2 separate regions of the Zea mays genome follow, and region 1 is linked to region 2. The links are chromatin contacts, called in public Hi-C maps. All regions are on one chromosome and are shown on one strand. Each heading gives the region's core, a stretch centred on a gene start, on an enhancer-like site or on the middle of the called end of the contact. The rest is flanking DNA. Distances are from core to core; before and after follow the strand shown.

The links. A called contact is a pair of places that touch in the nucleus more often than the background predicts.
Region 1: a Hi-C map of leaf shows a contact between it and region 2, with 6 times the contacts expected there. The contact joins the promoter of LOC100273768 here to the promoter of LOC542279 in region 2. A contact is called at or near these places in 3 of 25 Hi-C or Micro-C datasets (ear, endosperm and leaf).

Annotation. Positions count from the first base shown.
Region 1 is chr7:164,593,231-164,597,687 of Zm-B73-REFERENCE-NAM-5.0, forward strand. It overlaps LOC100273768, which reads left to right and starts at 2,363. Exons shown (of 6, transcript NM_001351637.1): 1 at 2,363-2,590; 2 at 2,692-3,388; 3 at 3,602-3,795. The coding sequence starts at 2,496.
Region 2 is chr7:164,377,508-164,382,063 of Zm-B73-REFERENCE-NAM-5.0, forward strand. It overlaps LOC542279 (oxygen-evolving enhancer protein 3-1, chloroplast), which reads left to right and starts at 3,038. Exons shown (of 3, transcript NM_001324194.1): 1 at 3,038-3,400; 2 at 3,612-3,907; 3 at 4,001-4,192. The coding sequence starts at 3,142. The coding sequence ends at 4,099. LOC100283328 (60S ribosomal protein L24) reads right to left here. Exons shown (of 2, transcript NM_001156229.2): 2 at 4,454-4,556. LOC101202719 (a long non-coding RNA gene) reads right to left here and starts at 315. Exons shown (of 3, transcript NR_172518.2): 1 at 122-315.

The sequences.
Region 1 (4,457 bases), core at 1,113-3,612, 220 kb after region 2:
TGTAGGAGAGGTTGTTGTTTGACACTCTCGACTTTTTCATATTAATTTTGATCGCATTATCCAATTGTCTAGGCTTAATTTGATTCTGAAAAAAATCTAGGAAAAATTCCTGGTATGCCATCAGATTTTATACTCATTCCTTGTGTGCCACTGAGTGGCATATAAGTACATTTTTGTGTGTGTATGACATGTGGGGCCAGTGGCACACAAGGAACGAGTATATTTTCGGATGACATACAGGGAATTGGCCCAAAAATCTATTGTTAGGAGATCTAAGTGCCATGCTTGTGTGCAAGCTAAGCAACCACGTAAACCTTTTAAGAGCGTGGAAGATAAGAGTCTAGCCACTTTAGATCTCATTCACTCAGATTTGTGTGAAATGAATGGAATTTTGACGAGAGTAGCTAAAAAATATTTTATCACATTTATTCATGATGCTAGTAGATATTGCCAGGTCTATCTTGTTAAGACGAAAGATGAGACTTTTAATTGTTTTAAGATCTATAAGGTAGACTAGAAAGGGAAACTAAACGAGTTAGATCTAGTAGAGGAGAGGAGTATCTTTCTAATGAAATCGTAGAATACTGTGCGGAACATGGAATCATCATTGAGACAACAACTCCTTACTCGCCTCAATCAAATGGGGTGGCTGAACAAAAAAACGAACTTTGACAGACTTGGTTAATGCCATGTTGGATAGTTCTGACCGCATGCTTTGTTCTAAACCGAGTTCCATCAGCTAAGGGTGATAAAACACCCTATGAAAGATGGAAAGGTAGAAAGGCTGCTCTTGGATTTCTGCGTGCATGAGGCTGTTTTGCCAAAGTTAATGTGCCTGCATGCAAAAAACGAAAATTGGGACAAAAAACGTTGATCGTGTCTTTTTAGGATATGCACATAATAGTGCAACCTATAGATTTTTGGTGATTACATCTATTTTTTCCAGATGTGCATGTTAACACTGTTACTGAATCTCGTGATGCCTCCTTTTTCAAAGATATATTCCCTATGAAGGATAAAGTTACAACACGTAGTGAGGCATCTACTAGTTGTACTCCTGAACCTAATCCAATTTTTTTACCTCCTGCTTATTCTGAACAACACATTGAGGATAACAGTATGGTAGCTCCTCGTAGGAGCAAGAGACAAAGGACTGAAATATTCTTTAGTGTTGACTTTATTGTTTATCTTGTGGATGATACACCAATAACCTTTCCAGAGGCATATGCATCACCATACGCAGAGCGCTGGAAGGAGCCTACCGACAATGAAATGGAGTCCATTCCAACAAATGGGACTTGACAAATATGTGACTTGTCAGTTGGGTGTAAACCTGTGAGATAAATTTCAGTCCAAAATTGTTGAGTTTGTGATCCAAGTTCTGAAGAAGGCGGCCAAGTTGACGAGTGAAGAAACACTGTAGGATCTGGATTGGGTGATGACCATGCAGTAATAGCTCAACAACTTAAAGAGAAACGAAGTCCGAAGTCACATCCAAAGCAAAATGTTGTGGGAACCAAGTGGGTGTTCCGCAACAAACAAGATGAGTACGAGGTGGTGACAAGAAACAAGACAAGGCTTGTGGTAAAAGGTTATGCCCAAGGCGAAGTTTTGGATTTTGAGACTTTTGCTCCTATAGTTAGGCTGTAATCTATTCGCATATTATTAGCCTATGCTGCTCACCAATCCTTTAAACTCTACCAAATGGATCTGAACAGCGCTTTCCTCAACGAACCAATCAGGGAGGAGGTATATGTAGAGCAACCCCTGATTTCGAGGATGACATGTACCCCGATCATGTGTATAAATGCATTAGAGAATTACTTATTTCTAATGCTTTCAAGGTCGGGAAAACTGATCCTACTTTTTTTTGTAAAAACTTATAATAGGAAAAATGTTCGCAAGAAACACTGCAACTAATTTGTTATAGCCACAATAAATGCAGACTACATAGAGATCCCTGGTACATATGATATTTGCGCATACTAATCCTAGTATTTGATAAAATGTAAACGACATCTTTACTTAGGTAGTGTTTGGTTTGGTGTCAACGAGAGATGGGACGAGATCAACTCTGGGCTGACTCCGTCCCTTATTTTTTGAGGGATGACCTCATCCACCATTTTTTAAGAATATTCTTTGACCCTGACTCTAGATCTCCAAACCAAACACAGGTCAAGTTAAAATGATTCATCACATCCCTCTTCATCCTTTCTCGTCCCTCTATCCAAACACATTATAGACCTATTCAATTGTTGGGTCAAATCAAGTTTAGATTGTGGGTAATTTATTACGGCCCATATCCGACTCATGCCAATCGCAGGGTCGCACGGACGCACCAGGCACACAAACCCTTCCCCTCTTCCTCGGGTCCTTCAGAAGCAGGACGCGGGCGACACACATCGATCAGGCGCGCCGAAGCAGCAGCAGCAGCAGCAGCTGACGCGCATCTTCCGGCGCCGGCCAGCTCCTCGGCCACCCCGCCGGCCGCGGCCATGTCGAAGAAGAAGGCGGTCACGACGATGACGCTCAAGGACTTCCACGGTGGCTCCATCCCCTCCGAGCTCCCGCTCCCCTCCGCCCCCGGCGTGTAAGTTTCCCACCAAACCCTAGGCCCCTTAACCCGCCGCCGCTCCTCCATTCCATCCTCCTTCCTATGTGAACTGACCAGATTCGTCTCGTTTGCCCCAGCACCCCGCGCCCCGCGGACCGCACCGTCGCCTCCGCGTCCCCCGGCGCGGCCGCGGTCGCACGGCCACGAGTACCTGTCGCTTCGCCTACCGCCGCTGCGGCGGCGGCCGCGATGCCTTCCTTCCTCACCAACCCGTCCCGCATCGGCCGTCACTTCGACGAGGACGAGCGTACCCCTTTCGAGCCCGCCGCGCCACGCCGTCCGGCGCCGTCCCCGACATCGTACGCACCCGCTCCCGTGGTTGCGCCCACCAGATCCGGGTCCGGGAACGCGTGGGGCCCGAGAAAGGAGGCCTCTCCGGCGTCTTCCCCTGTGGGTCCTGCTCCCGCCTCCGCCGGCGGCCAGATCTGGTCCGCGACACGCATCGCCCAGGCCAGCGCAGTGGAGAAGGTCATCTCTGGGAGATGGCACACGTCGAAGCCCTCGTCTCCGCCGGCGCCAGTGACAGTGCCAGCTCCGGTGTTGATTACCGTGGCCCCGCCGGAGGTTGAGAGGCCTAGGTCTGTTGGGGTGAGAGAGCTGGACAGTGGGGTGGAGAGGGGCGCGGCACCCGTGAGACCCGCGTCGCATGAAGGAAGAGTTGGTGGGGAAGGGAGAGACGGGGATACCCCAGAGAGACCCAGGTTGAAGCTACTTCCTCGGTCCAAGCCAATTGAGGCTCCTGAACCATCTCCTACATATGTTGCAGAGAAGCAGGTTGTTACAATTTGTTCTTTCCATGCCTGTATTGATCAGATTGCAAATGTTTTTGTTACATCTATTATCAATAGCAACAACCAACAATACAGTATTTGGCTGCTAGATATACCTGTATGCAAATGTTAGATGCTTGTTGCATAAATTTTTTATTTTTTGTGTTTCTTTGGAAATATAATTGTTTTTTCATTGGTAATGTGGATGATTGTATAGGTGCACCAGGTCCAGGTAACTGCTAACCTCATGAAGGCTGAGGTTGATCATGATGTGCATCAGAATGCAATGACTGCTAAAACAGGAGTTTTAGGAGCAGATGCTGAGAGCAAGGTAGCTGAGCGACCACGTTTGAATCTGAAGCCTCGTTCCTATGCCACAGGACAATCTGATGAAATGGCTGTTAAGGAAAGGTATGTGATGTAATCAAACATGTCCGATCTTCTATTTGAACATTCTATCCCAACTGGCATATAACGTCTCTGTTAATCGATCTTTGCGTACTGCAAAATCAGTGTCAAACTACTCTCTGCTCTTTCAGTTTAATGTCCCTGTATGCATTAGTCATGCAATTTAGGGCCTGTTTGGATCACTAGAGCTAGTTACTAGCTGGGACTAAAAATTAGACCAAATTAGCTAGAGTTGACTAACCAGTTGAAGACTTGGCTAAAAAATTAATCTACCTATTAGCCCTCCTGTTTGGATGCACTAAGACCAATTTTTAGCTAGCTAACAATTAGAACTTGTATCCAAACATGCCCCTAGTATAGCTTGCTGCATTGTTTTGGAGTCTGGAATCATATTGGGTTCAAAGATTAAAACAACACCAACAAAGATTAAAACATGCCCCAAGGTGGTGCTGTTCACCGTCAACTTCATCAAATAATTCGTGAGTGAAGTCTATGAAGCAAACATTTTAATATTTCATTCTATCAATTAAAAAATTATAATTCTGCTTTGGATGAGATCTCCAAGAACAATGGATATAATGGTAAATGAGAATATTGATGGTTGCAATTAGTTTTGGTAGCAGAATGATGACAACACCAACAAAGATTAAAACATGCCCCAAGGT
Region 2 (4,556 bases), core at 1,788-4,287:
ATTGAATTGATTGATTGATGGAACTACTCGCAAATCATGATTCGGGGTCGACTGCGTGATCTCAACGAGGGTGTGGTACTGTGGTCTTGAGCCTGGAACAGGCACAGAGCGGCCGACTAACCTGCGTGAGTGCGTGACGGCGTGGGCTGGATAGCGACTCGCGAGCCCCCCTGCGCCTTCGCCCTTCGAGCTCCGCTCCCTCCACTGTACGCGGCGCTCGAGCCGAGCATCGGAGGCGGCGCTGTCGCCGAAACCCGCCACTGCGAGAACGGAGAGGATTGTTCGTCAAGCAGTTGGCCAGTTGGGGCACTCTCCTGGCCCACGGTATATTCCGATCGAACGTTCCGGGCATCAAACGAAGCGGACCAACAAATCATCCAACGGCTCCACCAAAGGGGTACTCGTATTCAGGGTTGACTCTTTTTCTATCCGTACTCGACTACTCGTATTCTTTTATCTAAATTCATGGTTTAAAAGGTACTCCCTCTAAGTCTAAAATTCTTGACATTTAAGGCTATAAAAGGATAGATAAAAAAATTAGTGTTTTAGCTTTCATGCAAGTTTAGTCGTTTGTGCCTCTGCGTGTACGCTTAGCCTCCATGGTTCCAATGTTGCACATTTAACTCCCCTGATCTGCATGTGGCTCCTTATTTTGTCTGTATGCATGCATATTAAACATACTAGAATTGTGAAGGAAGCCGCGAGAGAGGTTGAGTAGCCTATGAAGATAATCGATCAACCTCTAGAGGTCCCAAAAATGCGAGAGTTTAGTAAGGAGACGCTGAAGATCATTTTTTTCTAAACCTTTTCTATAAGTACTAGCAAAGGTCAATGAATATTCTAGTTCTAATTCATAATACTCTATGTATACTAAGATCAGTACTACTCTAACTATCTGATTCCATTGTGCCGCTACTAATCCTTTTCTAGATATTCCATGCAGCTAGCTTGGCCATAGCATCAGCCACCAATGTTGTCTCGCAAGTGATTCGCAAAGGGAGACATCCTTATCTTTCTAGAGTATTTTTCTTCATATAGCGGTAACATTGGTGCGAACGGAAAAAATGGCGGATGCAACAAAAAAATCCCATCGCGAAAAAGGGCCTCAAATGCACTCTAGTTAATGGCTTCATGGTATGTGAGATCCTGTCTAAAACATCAAGAATTTTAGACCTGGAGGGAGTAACATTCTTAGATGAAATTCAAAATTTTATAGCAAATAACATAATCGGACTGTGTCGCCATAGATAAAAACATTTACCACCATTTGGACTCAATGTAAGGTCGTTCATCCAATCTCAACCCTAAGGTCTTCCATCATCTAAAAGAATCATTGGCCACCTTCTCCCACACATCGTACGAAAATATTCATGTAAGGTCGTCCATCCAAACTGAACCCTAAGGTCTTCCATCATCTAAAAGAATCATTGGCCACCTTCTCACACACATCGTACGAAAATATTTGTGAAGCCCGTCTGAGCATCATCGACGGTAACTATGTGTCCCACCATGATGCCTCGAGGCTACAAACATGGCCACGCCACCAACATCCTCTGTCTCTCGTGGTCCGCGTCTTCATCTGCCACCTTTCTCCAACACCAAAACTGACACCCTTCCCAATCATTCACTCGAAAGGTGTTGCCCTTATTGTGATCATTCCACCCCTATTGGGGGCAAGGCCACACCCTAGAGGGTTCATTGATAACCAATATCATATAAGTAGTAGTTGTGGTTGTAGGTACGTCACGTTTTGTGAGCCCTAGCTCGGGGACCTTCATCACGAAGACGATGATATATAATCGGTTTCAGTAGTACCAAATTCTGAACTGGCGATGACGAACATAACATCACCAACAGATTGAACATTGATCCTATAATGATGAAATTTACCATAATTGGTTTTAAATTAATGGTGATAATTGAGGCAATCACCAGCGACGATGATATATAGCAGTGAAGGTGGCTTAAAAGACAGACTCGTTCGACTGGCAAAAAGCCGTTTGGGCGCCTACCACTGTTTGGGCTGCTAGCGTGAGACAGATCTACATTTTTTTTTTCATTTGCTAAAGTGCTCGCAAAAAGCCAGCGGAACGAGTTCAACGATGATAACTTTTTGTAATAGTGATACTATGTCTTTAGGTTACTGCATCACCACTTAAAAGGAGAAGCTTTGACAGATACAAGTAGGTGATGTGCGAAGACACAACTCAAAAGAGGCACTTTCCAAATATCTAAAGAGATGATATGAACTTTCACAAAAGAGAAGATTGAACTATGTATTTTATTTTTATTTTTTTGCTTGCCCACTTAGGATCTTGATGATTCATTAGCCGATACTAGGTGCCCTTTCATAGGCGCTAGGATATTGATTTACAAATTTTTACACTTAGATCTGCAATTAGTTGTTAAAATAATATTATTTGAAAAAGGTATTTAGGGCTAGTTTGATAATCTCATTTTTTCAAGAGATTTCTATTTTTGTAAGGGATATTAGTTCATTTTTCTTTAGAAAATGAGAATCCCGTGTAAAAATAGAGTTGCCAAAATCCTTTGGGAAAATAGAGTTACGAGGATTAGTTTGGGAACCCTATTTTACCGAGTGATTCCTATTTTCTTAAGGAAAAATGAATTAATTTTCTTTGAAAAATGAAAATCCTTTAAGGGCTAATTTGAGAACCATATTTTTCCAAAGTATTCCTATTTCCCAAGAGAAAATAAACTAATTTATTTTGAAAAAAAATAAAAATATATTGGAAAAATGGGTTTCTAAACTAGCCCTAAGGTTACCAAACTAGTACTAGGTGGCAAAAATTCGGTCCAAATTAAATCTGGGAAGCATTCTGTGTGTTATTTGACAGCTGCTACCGACCAACCCAAGGGCATGCCGAGAGTGGTCACGAACAGTACTTGACACGTGTCAGCTCTCCATTGGCAGTGACGCAATCCTGAACGGAGGCCGCAAGTGGTTCACGCGGCCACATGGCGCTCACACACTGGCCATCAACTTATCCAGTCAGATAAGGTGGCGCCTCCAACTGCGAGCGACGTATATGTTTGCCACGCTGCCACTCGGGCAAGAGACTGCTCGACCGGACCGACGAGCGACGAAGCGCGCAGAAAGAGAAGAACCTCGGAGCTGAGATGGCACAAGCCATGGCGTCGATGACCGGCCTCTCGCAGGGCGTCCTGCCCAGCAGGCGCGCCGACAGCAGAACCAGGACGGCCGTCGTCATCGTCAGGGCGTCCGCGGAGGGCGACGCCGTTGCGCAGGCGGGCCGCCGCGCCGTGATCGGGCTGGTGGCCACTGGCATCGTCGGCGGCGCCTTGTCGCAGGCGGCGCGCGCCGAGACCGTCAAGACCATCAAGATTGGAGCCCCGCCGCCGCCCTCCGGTGGACTCCGTGAGTGCCTGCCCGCCCGCGCGCGCCTCATATATACGTCTCTTGAATCTTGATCACGAGTTCAGAATCGTTTGGAGCTGATTTGTAAGGGTTTAGTTTAGATTAAAAACATCGGCAAAGGATAGGTACAGATATACGAGCTCAGATCGAAAACCTCATATGTTTGCAGCTTTGCACAAAAAAAAAACATCTGACATTTGCTATGGCACAGCCGGGACTCTCAACTCTGACCAGGCGAGGGACTTCGACCTCCCCTTGAAGGAGCGGTTCTACCTGCAGCCGCTGCCGCCGGCGGAGGCGGCGGCGAGGGTGAAGACGTCGGCGCAGGACATCATCAACCTCAAGCCGCTCATCGACAAGAAGGCGTGGCCGTACGTCCAGAACGACCTCCGCCTCCGGGCCTCCTACCTGCGCTACGACCTCAAGACCGTCATCGCTTCCAAGCCCAAGGAGGAGAAGAAGAGCCTCAAGGAGCTCACCGGCAAGCTCTTCAGCACCATCGACGATGTAAGTTAACCAACCCCATTGAGATCTGGGAACAGTGCAATTTTCTTTCTCCTCCAGTTTCTGACAAGAACTGTGTGTCTCTCGTTTTGGCAGCTTGACCATGCCGCGAAGATCAAGAGCACCCCAGAGGCCGAGAAATACTTCGCAGCAACCAAAGATGCTCTTGGCGATGTTCTCGCCAAGCTAGGCTAGACGCAAGGGCTAATAATGGCCATGTAATTTCGGACTTGTGTTTGTTCATATGGACCCGGCAAGGCAATGTACCATTTTCTGTTGATATTGTATCAGGAAGCACTTAACTACAATGCTATCTTGAGTCCTTGACAAGTACCGTTGCGAGCTTATGCAAACATCAGAAAAAGGTACTAACAGACTTAATTCGTGATCCACTACATTAAAAAGGTGCAAAATTGAAAGTTCGGCATTTTAAATTGGTCATGAGATGAGTCGCAGATAACAGCAAGCGTGTCACATAGTAAGCTACCGATGAATTCATTTTGGCATTTTTGCTAATCTTTAAGCAACATAGGGATGAAACTGAAATGAGCTAGGAGTCATACCTCTAGCCAATTTAGCTCTGAGTCTCTGATAGATTCTACAATACAAACTGCCCCACAATTCAGGCTCTTGAATTTTCAAATTGTACAAA